Regions from separate parts of the Rattus norvegicus genome. Here regions 2 and 3 are each linked to region 1. Evidence: chromatin contacts called from public Hi-C data. All regions are on one chromosome and are shown on one strand. Each heading gives the region's core, a stretch centred on a gene start, on an enhancer-like site or on the middle of the called end of the contact. The rest is flanking DNA. Distances are from core to core; before and after follow the strand shown. Region 1 overlaps Ptprg (protein tyrosine phosphatase, receptor type, G). Region 2 overlaps Ptprg (protein tyrosine phosphatase, receptor type, G). Region 3 holds the start of Ptprg (protein tyrosine phosphatase, receptor type, G).

Region 1 (3,951 bases), core at 169-2,668:
TTCCACCTTTTTTTTTTGAAAATTCGAACTTAATTCTTCAGTAAACAAGAATTTTAGAATGTGAAATAATAATACAGGAAGGCTTCTCAATGCGGACAAAACCCCCTATTGCTGAGAGGGCCTGGAGAACTTCAGAAAGGAAGGTGTCAATGACAGCCTCCTCCCCGTAAATCCCCCAACAATGCCAAATATCTCCAGGGTGCAAAGGAGAGAACACTGGCAATTAGTTGAGACCTGAGGTATCTCACCAAGCAATTGTTTTACAGAGCAACTGTTTATTGAGTGTTCATTCCACCTCAATACTTATGGTGTTCTTAACATCTTTACATGCTACAGGAAAGAGAAAAGGCATCTTTAAATCCCTTGTTTGTAGTATCTTCTGAAACGAATGGAGGAAAAAGTGAAACAAAAACATTAACCCACCAGTGTCTCCATCATTTAAAACCCGTGTGGTTATAGGGGTACCAAGGCAGCCCATCATTTAAACACTCGTAAACTTCAGCAACAGACTGGAGAAAATGTCAACACCCCCACGACGGATGAATCAATCCCCTGTTCATGCAATTTGACAATTGCTATGATTTTTCTTTCAGTAAATTCATGTAATTTGATCTTCCAAGTAGAGGATAAAAAAGTAGACTCAGGCAAAATAACAAGTTTGATTTTGAAAATGTGATGGGGTTTCTTTTCATTCCCTGTTCACTTGAGACAGAAAATTGTTCACACTCTAAGTGCCGGGAGGTTAGCAGGCTCTGAATTAGATCAGCAGTCTGTGAACTCCAATGGAGAAGCTGGGCACTGCCTTGTTCTAGAAACATGTTTAGAGAGTTATATTTCACACGGCCCGAGTTTGTTCTACTCAGCTTCTAAGAAAGGGAAATGATGATAGTTTGAGGCACGGGAGCAGGGAACAGCAGCAATCAAAGGGGATGAGAGGCTTTAGACTCCACTGAGGCTGCACCTCAGTCCTCATTACAGGGAAGGCAGCACATGCCTAACCTGTTACCTGGCTAACTTAGCTTTTCACAACTGCATAGAATATTCTCACAGGGAGGGGTGACTATAAGAACAGACCTGCACCAGAGAGGGCTTCCGGATCCTTGTGCTGCCTCCTCCCCATGCCTTAACCCTCACCGTCCAATGAGTGAAAGGCTCTCCCCTCCAGAGGGGAGAAACAGGCATACTCTTTGCTGAGGAGTTTCATCTGCAGTTTCCAGCAAACATTAAGCAACTGCTCTGATGAGGAAAAGATAGTGAGCCTTTCAACTATCTGCACGAACCACACCAAATTCAGCCCCAGGGTTATTTTGTGCCAGTCATGTTTTTTTTTAAAGGCCTCGGTTTGTGGACTCAGATGGTTAGCAGCAGACCACAGCAAGCTCCCAAGTGAGGCCGTGCACTTCTCAGAGCCCAGCCACATAAATGGGATAGCGGACTTCTGGTCGACACTCACAGCCAAGTTCATCCTGTTTCCACACACAGCACAGGATATAACCAGTCTCAAAGCAGCCAAGTGGGAGACCTGCCCAGAAGGCAGGGAAACTCTTCAACAGAACTCACCCCACATTTTGCTCTCAATAGCACACCGCTTAATGACAGTCTGAGGGGCAGCTGAGAGCTTAGCCTTTAAATGTCTCACAAAGACCCTGCAGGGAGGGGTACTGTGCAGGCCCTGAAGATAAACTGTGGGACCAAACACATTTCCACTTAGCACAGCGCTCATTTCCAGGGAAGCCCTCGGTGTTTTGAGCAGAATCAATGGCTGAGAAAACAAGAATTCTCCATGCTTTGGAAGCTGATGCAACACCAATGGGAAAGATCAAATGAACAGAAGAGAAAATAGAAGCAGAACTCTGAAATGGAAGTTGCCTAATAGTGGTGTCGCCTTTAGACAAAAATAGAATCCAGACACTCAGTTCTATGCACCCGTGAGGTTGCATGGCAGAAGTGATGTTTTCAAAATAAAATCCAGAAATGCTCTGTCCGCCTTATCGACAATAAGGTGGATAGAAAATTGTGTATAGACATGCTTTCCTCTTTCATTTGTTGTATTTTCTTCCTGTCTTCCTCCTCCTCTTTCCCTCACCACCTCCCTCTCTTGTTGGCACGTTCCTTTCCTTGTTTGACCTACTATGCCTTAAAATTGCCAACTGCCTAATACTATAAATACTGCGAGGGCAGAAAGGTTGAAAAGATCCTTTTAAATACACGGGGTCCAGTCCATACCAACCACCACACATGTGCCGAGTTTTCCATTAATTGAAAATCCAAGCCAGAATTAAAATGGCATGACACGACTCAATCCACCTGAGCTAGGAACCACACCGCTGACTGTTTCTGTGATCCAACTTTACAGACTTTCTGGAGATGGACTTCCTTAAACACTCTGGGCTGCTCACACTTTTCACCTGTCTTTGAGGTACACGGGCTGTGACTCCCGAGGTCAGGGCTGGGATCTAAGGTTCTGATGACTCACAAGCTGCCATCAGAGGACCACTGTGAAAGCACGGAAAATCTCACCAATGGCCCCAACATTCCATCTGTTATTGATGGAAAAACAAACACATACATACACACACACACACACACACACACACACACACACACACACACACACAACCTGAGCTACACAGCAACATGGTGAGGCCAAGGCATGTGCTGAGTGGGAGAATCCCCAGCAGCACCTGAATCCACTCTAACTTTCTTGCTTGGGAAGAGGACAGGGGCTCTGCGTTGCCCAGGGCTTCATGTCATGAGAATGTTGTACTTGTATTCCCTTCCTCTTTTTTACCCGCTTTGGACACAGACACATAAGGGGGAAGAAACTTGGAACAACAAAGATGAAAACCGTATAAGCCAGGTGTGGTGGTTTCATGACTTAAATCCAGCACTGGGTTGGCAGAGGCAGGTAGATCTCCAGGGCTACACAAACCTGGAAGGAAGGAAGGGAGGGAGGGAGGGAGGGAGGGAGGGAGGGAGGGAGGGAGGCAGGCAGGCAGGCAGGCAGGCAGGCAGGCAGGCAGACATAGAAAGAAGACCACAAATAGTTAAATGAAAGGTCAGCAAACTACAGTTAAAGTCTACAGCCCACCACGAATCTAGGCTGCCAATTGTTCTTGCAAACAGGGTAGGATCTGCTGGAGACAAGCCAAGCCTACTTACAGATGTTCTAACAAACACTCCATCAGGTAGCTGAAGCGACAGACATTACATTCTCAAGTTTCCAATGTGGAGAAGAAGTTTGAGATTTCAGAATCAGTGTGTTTGGAGAAGTTCAAGAAACGCCTTTCATCCTGGTTGGCTGCTTTCTTGGAGGATCTCCATACAGCAAAATGAAAGATCTGGGTGGGCTAGGGTGACATACTGTTCTTCCCGTGGAAAAGTACCTAGGTGGGCAGCTCAACAACTGCCTACAATTCAAAGTCCAGGGTATTTAGGACCCTCTTCTGGGCAGACACACACACACACACACACACACACACACACACACACACACACACAGAGTAAATACAAAGGGAAAAAAAAACCACCACTCCACACTCAACTGATTCTTCTCTTGAGTCCATGTAGGAAGGCTGACCCTCACGACTTCATTGCCTCCCGTGGCCTTACCTTTAAATATCAACCCATCATCTTGGGGGTTGGGCTTAAACACAAGAGTTTCAGGACGCCAACGGCTGCCCCTCTGAACTGCAGTGGCCTTAGTTGAGTAGCAGACACACAGAAGGCATGCACATGTAATTGAGTACCCACAGGTTTGCCAGGGTGTTTCCAAGCTTCCATTCCCTTCTGTGGATCTTCCATTGAAGGCATTTACAATGTGCTAAAAACGACGGTTCTTAATATAGCCCTCTTTTAATAAAAACAAGTTGCTTTCATCCTCCAAAAACTCCATTTCCTTCCTCCAGGGCCACTGGCAGGCAGAGGATGGAGCTTCCATATCCGGACTCA
Region 2 (4,048 bases), core at 292-2,791, 310 kb after region 1:
CCATTCCACGCAGAAGCTAAAACAAGGATCAGGCATGACGCACAGCCCTACTTCAGTCTCACCCTCTAGGGCCTCCTACCATCATGGACTCATTCTATTCGTTTTAATTCAAGCTGGAAATGTTGCTCACTGAAGTCTTCCTTTGTACCTTGCAAGTTCTTAGAATTCTCATGCACAAATGAAATCCAGAGAAGCATTTACAGTGAAACGTTATCAGCATATTTCCCCAGAGAGAATGCCTGTCCATGTTACCAAGAAAAAAAAAATCCTTGGCTTCTTTAGAAACTGAAAATGGATGAACTTGGGACTCAAATGCTAGGAACCAGAGTCACTAGGAAAGGACTTCATTAGGCAGGAGACAGTTCCTACTCCCTGCATATCTACCTGTCCACACATGGCCTTCCAGCTAATATCTGTACCCTTGCTGAGTAACGGCCAATATCAATGCTGAGTTCAAGTGGGCTGAAAAGAGTCACTGAAAGGAGTGTGCCCATCTCCTCCAGTCACCTGTCAACCCAGCCTCAACAAGGGGAAGCTTCCCAACCGAGAGAGATGATGGATCTCACATCATCTGGCTCAAATACTGGAGCCTAGAGAAGAAACCGGTGACCAGCAAACCCTAGTCTTTATACTGCTCTCCTTCAAGAGTGCAGAGAGCCTCCTGGTCAAAAGAGGGGCCTATGTAAGCCCTGAAAGAATCCATACTCAGAGAGTAACCAAAATGCACTGATTATCTATATCAATGTCTATATCATGTGTATACTATATATATGATATATATACATATGTATACATATAAATCAATATGTATATATAACTTGTATATGTATGTCATATATGCATATATATCATGCATATACATATATACCATACATATATAATGTGATACATTTCAGATAATTATATATCAGATATCTCAGTGACTATATATAGTATATACACTACACACACACACACACATAGTGTGGAGACTATATCTAAATACTATGGCATTTTATATACTATGGTGCGCGCGCACACGTGTGTGTGTGTGTGTGTGTGTGTGTGTGTGTGTGTGTGTGTGTATGAGTATGTAGTTTGCAATGACAAGCACATACCTGCTAGGGGCCAGTACTTGTTTACAATACTCCTAATTATGCTTACACCAACTGACGGAGTCTGGACTATGACCCTATGAGCCAATCTTATCAGTGAAGAAATCTGGAACTAAAGATACAGCCCTAGTCCATGAAAGCTAGCAGCTACTCAAGTCTCGTTCTGAAGATCATTATGACAGTTATAAGAGCCTTTCAAGGTGCTTCTTCACGGCTGTGGGTGCCAATGAAGTCAGTGAAGCCAGCATCCGCTGCCAGGCATCCGGATACCTGCAGTGAGCATGTGCAAGGAGGGCACCCAAAAACTAATCACTGTGTTGCATGAAGAAGCCGCTAAGACACACGGCAGGCAAGGGTCCACATCCTGAAGCCCTGTGTCTCAGCCCTGTGACTGGGCTGCTCTATGTAAGGTCAGCCACCTCCCATGACTACCTCTGCTCACCAGCTCCCTACCTCCTGTGCACATAGGAAATACCAGCCAGGCTTTAGAGTGTTTACAAACCACTCTCTCCTGTGTGGTTAAAATTGATTATCAGCTTGACAGAAGCTTGAATTGCGGAAGCGATAAACCTCTGGCCATCTGCGATTCTCGAATCAGTTCCCTGTGGAGGGAAGACGAAGGCACCCTTGCAGAAGCCTTCCAGCATCAGCATCTCTCTCGGTTCCCTGACTGGATATGGCGTGATCAGCTCCCTCGTGCTCTTACCAACAGGACACCCTTGCCATGACGGACTATACTCTTGAGCTGTGAGCTAAACCCTTCCTTCCTTCCCTTAGTTGCCTTTGTCAAATATTTCAATCACTGAACCAAGAACAGCAACTAATACAGGACCATATTTTATTTCTCTTCAGTCCCTGAACACCTGGTCTGAGTCAGACCTCATTTTTAAGAAAACAACAACATCGACAACAACAACAACAAAACATTATTTGCATTTACACAGTGGAAGAAATAACCTCAACTTTACATATATACAGGAAAACATGTTATGTTATGTGGAGACTACACGCAAACACTATGCCACTTTATTTAAGAGACTTCCACATCTGTGCCTTCTGATGTCCTTGTGAGTACAGGACCCCGTCTCCAGTAGGTACAGGAAAAAGAGGATCACAAGTAGAATGGGGTGCACAGAACACACTGTTTCAAAGACCCATTGGGTTAGCATGTGCTGGAGACAGAAACCAAACATATCCTATGCTTGGAGCTGAGAGATCTCCACCTGCAGTCGTTTAAAAGAGAATGTTCACCGTGGATTTTAACCTTGGGCCTCAGTTGGGGGCAGTGTTTTAGAAGGTTATAGGACGCTTATGGCTGCTGGAGGAAATCCATCACTAGGCTAGGCAGGCTGGCCAGCAGAGCAAACCTGGGGCTCCCTCAGACTCCACCACCCAGAACTGGAATTACAAGCTTGTTTAACACAGGCTCTAGGGACTAAGCACAGATCCTCATACTATGTGACGACACTTACCCACTGAGCTCTGTTCTCAGCCTGGCAACATAACACTTTAATGAGATGTTGTAGGAACATGTATTTCATACTGAAGTACACCTCAGACCAAGGTGTACATCCCCAGCAGCCATATGAGATTAGTGGCCACTGTACCAGGTGGAACACCTCAAGTGGATTCCCAGGAAATTACCCAAAACCACTAGAGGGGACCTTTAGGAAGACGAAGTCACATTCAGGAAACAAGCACAGGATTGTTTGATGGCATCAAAAAAAAAATGGTATGTGCCAAATACCAAGAATGTGTGTCCTACCTTACAGAAGGGAATTCCTCAAGCTCCCGGCACTCCCTCCAATTTTCTCTTATAAAAATAACACCCACCGAAGGACCAGTCAAATTCTGAGAGATAGGCTACCATAAAGGCTGATAAAGGTATTCACACTAAACACAAGATACTCCACCAGGCATAAACAGAGGAGCGGAATCCACTAAGTCAGTCACGGGTTTTAAAAACTGCAGTCACTCAGCCCATACTTAACACTTAACTTAAATGGCTAAGACTTCAAAGAGGCGTCATTGCAGAATACAAAACAGTCCTGTAAGAACCATAATCTGACGCAAAACCTCTGGGCTTTGAAGAAAGGGAAAATAGGTGAGTAATTTTAGATCCCTAAGCCTCCCTCTATCAGCCGATCTCACCAATTAGAATATGATGTAACTGCCATCAAGAGATTGGATTCCTTGTTCCCAAATAAACAAACCTGAGTCAAATATGAAACCAATGAAATTCCATGGGCCAGAAAATCCTAAAAATTGCCCATGTGTATATGTGTTATGTGTGTGTGTATGTGTGTGTGTGAATATATATATATGTGTGTCTTAGTATAGCACAGGGATGGCACGAAAGTCCTCTCCTGTGCCTCATTCAGGCTTCCGGAGCAAATAGCTCTATGATTGATTAGCAATGTCTGCCACTACTACAGGAATGGGAACCCTGAGACAAATACCAGCCCCTGACCCCTGTGTAGAAAGAAGCCATTAGGTGCTGTGTTCCTCTCAATGAGTCTGTCCTATGCACCTTGAGGACATGATGGGATCCCTATTACCACAGAGCTATCTCACAACCTGAAGGCACCCTCCTCATGTTGGTAATTTCAGGCATACACTGGCATAGTATACTGTATAAGTATACGTATAGTATACATAGTATAGTGTATTAAGTAGGAAGAAAGCCCTGTTCTTACAGACCTGTCCTTCAAGCTGATGAAAAAACAGAGCAACTCAAGCCTTAGCAGCTGCTATGGTTGGAGGCTAAGATTCCCTCTGAGGTGCCATGTGCTAAAGGTTAGATCACTCATAAGCTCTTCCCTCCTTTTAAGGTGACAGTGTCTAAGACATGTGATCACAGCAACAGAAATCGTGACAAATTTTGGCCAAGAGAACGATGTCCCTCTGTCTACTTGCTGCTGTACAAGAAAGGCAGAGCAGAGCCTGGGATCATC
Region 3 (3,909 bases), core at 338-2,837, 320 kb after region 1:
GGTTGGGGGTACCCGCTGCACCAAAACTCTGCGCTCTGGTTGCCAGAACACAAGCTATTAACCAAGGAAAACGGAAACAGTGTGGCACGTTTCTTTTTTTCTTGATTAGAATAACCGCCGCCTCCAATATTCCAGAACAGGCAGATGAGAAAGCAGAAAAACCGGGTGTCCTGTCCTTAGGAGATCGAGGAAAGAAAAGCAAATCGCGCCCTCTCCCACCTCTTTCCCTGAGCCAGGAGAGAGGACGTGGCCTTCACCCACTGAGAAGGAGCTGGACAGCTTAAGCGAGGCTTGAGCTGCAACCCTCCGACTCTGCAAGAGAAGAGGAAGGCGGCTGGCCTATGCCCTCACGAAGTGGGGAGGGTGTGGGCTGAAGGCTGGAAGTGGAGGGTGGCCGAGCTGCACACCGCTACGTGCAATGATTTAGGATTGTCGAGTGGCCAATATTGTTCCAGCCTTAACCTGGCTAGAAAATGAGCGGGTCTGGGTCTGGGTCTGGCATGCACACTCAGCCTGCAAAAGGGCAAAGATGAAGGGAGGGAGGGCGCGCCAGACAGAAAAAAAAAAATCTGCCCGGACGCCAGAAGCTACCCAGCTGTCGACCCGCGCTCTGCACTTGGACCCAGGCAGCCCAGCCCAGAAGAGTGATACAGAAAGGGGCCTCGAGCCCAGTGAGTCAGGGATCTAGCCAAAAACTCCCTGCTCCCTGCCCTCCCGAGTCTCCCAGGCCCCTCGCGTCCTGGGGGCTGCCTCCCGTTTGCACTGAGGCGTAGCCTGCACCTCAGCCCGGAGCAAGGCTGTTTCAAACGAGGCGGCCCCGGCGACTAGAACGCCACGCCGGCTGCTCCCCACATCCTAACTGCTCTGCAGCCAGCCTCCGCCTTCCATCCCCAAACATCTCCTTCCCCCCTACAAAGGGTCGGAGGGATGCAAAGTGAGCCACGGTTATGAGCTCCTTCTATCCCCGCAGAAGCAACGGGAGCACCCCCAGATTACTCAAACCAACAGAGCATCCTTCCCACAGCCAATCTCCCCAGACATCCTGCAACTCTAGCCCTCCGGATCAGCTCTGTATCAGCAAAGCAAGTCGCCTCCCCCCTTCCGCCCTCCCCGACTCCAGATGCTTCAAGCTTCCCAAGCCACAGTCAGAGCACATCTGAGTCCCCGATCCTCCTTTCCAGCCCGCCACTGCTTCTGCCCTCTCAGACCATCAGCCTCCTAGAACATTGCCGGAGCCAATGAAGCAGAGCTCTCTTTCCTCCTCCGTAGCCCGGCCCCCCTTCACCCTCTCCGCGGTCCCTAGACTGGCGCCCAAGCTCCGCGCCCCGGCGACAACTCCGCATACCCCGCGCGCGGGCTGGAGCCGCGTCCCATCGGCGGCCCGCACTTACCCGGGAAGCACACCACATAATGGAGCACAGAACTGGTGATTTTCAGGAACAAAATCCACCAACACGGTTCCAGTAACCTCCGCATGTCCGAAAACGCACATCGAAAAGAGAAAGGCAGGGGGGGTAAACTTGTTGAATAAGTTCTTGCTTCCGAGCGAGGCTCCGCTAAGCCTGGAGGCTTTCTCGGCTCGCCCGCCACACGGCCCCCAACACACACTCGGCGACTGGTCCCGCAGGAATCCGGGAAGCTGCCAGAGCTCCCGGAAAAACCTCAAAAAGTGACCGGGAATGCAAAGCTACGCTAGGGACGATCCTCTCGGAGGAGAAGGGCTCCTCTTCGCTCAGAGACGATCCAGCCGATAGGGCAGGGCGAAGAGGAGGCGCACGGCGGCACTGCCCGGGGCCGGGAGCAGGCAGGGACCGCGGGTGGCGGCGGCTAGGAGCGGAAGAGCCCCAAGTTGAGTCGGCAGCGCAGCGCAGCCCAAGAACCGGCGGGCGACGGAGGGGCTGTGTGCGGCGCGGCGGCTCCGGGCTTCAGGCGGGCAGCTCCTTCCAGGGCCCCGGCAAGGAAGGAGGCATGTCTGCGAGCGGGGAAAGGGAGGGAAGCGGCGGGGCGGAGCGCAGAGCCCCCCAGAACAGAAACGGCCAGTGGAGAGCAGGGAAACACAAAGGATCTCAGAGGGGCGCCGGGGCGAGGGCGCCTTCAGTCCATGCTCCCGAAAGTTGTGGCTCCGGCGCAGGCTGGGGAGGAACCGAGAGCGCGGGGCTGGAAACTGGCCATGCCTCCATACAGGAAGTAACATGTGAGCATGGATCCTGGCAGAGACTTTAAAGCCGGCGAGCGGGCGAGCGAGCGAGCGATCTGGGGGCGCGCGGCGGCGGGGGCGCGCGAGCACGGGCGCGCGGTGATGCGCATCCCCGAGCTGCCGCCGGCGGGGGCGCGCGTTGCACTCTCTTAAAGCGGCCGCGCAGGGCTCCCACTTCCAAGGACTTGCACTACTCTCCTCTCCAGGCGTGCCTAGGGCTATGGGTGTACGTTTAGAGGAGCTGGTAACCCAGGCTCCGTCTAGGACAGAGAAGAGAACCTCAGCCTTGTTCGGTCTGCGTGGCTTTGCTCCATTTTTGAGTTCTTAAAGGCGAAGCGTTTTGCTTGGATTCGGAGAGATCCCTGGCCTGGTTCATGAATCCCGGACTTGGGGAAGGGGAAAGGGTGGCCCGGTTGAAATTGGGAGAGAGGCGGGACCAGCAGCTATCTTTTTCATGGACTGGGGACTTCCGTGTGGCCTCACCACCTTGACGGTGCCTCGGCGGGGTGTACCTCCGGCGTCCCTCTCCTGCTGCATTCCGGGACTAAGAGACAAAGCCCAGCGGCCTTTGCACTCAGGTTTCATTAGATTTGATTTTTTTTTCTTCCTCCTTTCCGAGCTTCCATTGACAGAGTTTACTGCTGGGAGATGAGGCAAGGGATCGGGGGTTGATCCCAGGCTAGCAAAATCCAGCCCCAGTCCCACACCCGCTTTCCCTAAACCACGAAAGTCTGTCACGGAGTTCTCCCAACTCTCGGTTTCAGGGAGAAGGTGGCTGCACCTTGGCCTGGTTAGGCAGAGGGCGAATGAAGTGCGCCTCTCACCCGGGGCAAGAGAAAGCAGCACCCCGGGGCAGGACTGGTTTCCCGGCAGCTGCTCTAGGAGATGCGGCTTAAGTAAGCTACAGGGAGAGGCATCCGGGGGAAATGCAAGGACTAGGCTTATCTGTAATGAGTTTTGTCCCTTGGCTCTCACTGAGATCTTTATCGCTTGGGCTTCTCCGCAACCTATTTTTTCCTCCTACGTTGGTGCTAAAAGTGAGGCAGGCAGGTTTTTTTTTTTCATCAAGTTTGTAATTGAGCCAACGTAATTAGCCATTTGTAATTCTTTTCATAGTTTTCCTGCCTCTCTTTGAAAACGATATGGACATGTTTTTAAAGTGCCCCCTTGTCGTTTCATCCCACCGCGGCACTGTCCCACACCCACTAAAGCAGCCCAACCGGATGTTCTTTCGGTTTTCAAATAATACACAGATGTTCTGAGAGCCTGCGGCATGGTGTGATTAGGAAAGCAGTTTCGCACCCACAATTCCAAAGGAAAAACCTCTGAAAAGTTACGTTTGGGGTGCAAAACTAGTAAATGCCAGGAAGTTCCTGGGGAGGGCCCCCAGATCTATTTTTAGCCAAACCCGGGGAACACCCTCCCTGGGCTGGGCAATGAAACCAATCTGTTTGCTTTGGAATTTGATTCTTCCTGGTTTTGTTGTACTGGAGGGTCGCTCCTGAATGCTTATGATCACCAGTTCCCTTGATAAGATGTGTTGGAGGGGTGGATATTCCGGTGCCAGTAAGAGTGAGATACGTTCAAATGACGCTATCACCAATGACTGCCTCCTTCGAGGTGGTGCCGATTTTTAATGCTCAGTTGGTGGGACTTGAGTCCCACAGAGGTTAGCGACCTCGGCGGAGCTTTATCTGTGAAACAGCCATCCT

The links. A called contact is a pair of places that touch in the nucleus more often than the background predicts.
Region 2: a Hi-C map of liver shows a contact between it and region 1, with 2.6 times the contacts expected there. The contact joins two enhancer-like sites. A contact is called at or near these places in 3 of 12 Hi-C or Micro-C datasets (the Rat2 cell line and liver).
Region 3: a Hi-C map of liver shows a contact between it and region 1, with 3 times the contacts expected there. The contact joins the promoter of Ptprg here to the enhancer-like site in region 1. A contact is called at or near these places in 2 of 12 Hi-C or Micro-C datasets (both in liver) and 1 of 1 datasets of contacts at active chromatin or transcription factors (oligodendrocytes).

What each region holds. Positions count from the first base shown.
Region 1 is chr15:15,656,198-15,660,148 of GRCr8, forward strand. The region is part of intron 2 of Ptprg (protein tyrosine phosphatase, receptor type, G); the gene reads right to left. Among named protein-coding and RNA genes, the nearest start is that of Ptprg, 320 kb to the right of the region's middle. Within about 2 kb of position 1,419, at least 31 of the 93 cell types and tissues checked have an H3K27ac peak or open chromatin away from gene starts, as enhancers often do. A contact at or near this core is called in liver, where this site is marked.
Region 2 is chr15:15,963,405-15,967,452 of GRCr8, forward strand. All of the region lies in intron 1 of Ptprg (protein tyrosine phosphatase, receptor type, G), which reads right to left. Among named protein-coding and RNA genes, the nearest start is that of Ptprg, 17 kb to the right of the region's middle. Within about 2 kb of position 1,542, at least 5 of the 93 cell types and tissues checked have an H3K27ac peak or open chromatin away from gene starts, as enhancers often do. A contact at or near this core is called in liver, where this site is marked.
Region 3 is chr15:15,980,994-15,984,902 of GRCr8, forward strand. It overlaps Ptprg (protein tyrosine phosphatase, receptor type, G), which reads right to left and starts at 1,588. Exons shown (of 30, transcript NM_134356.2): 1 at 1,392-1,588. The coding sequence starts at 1,476.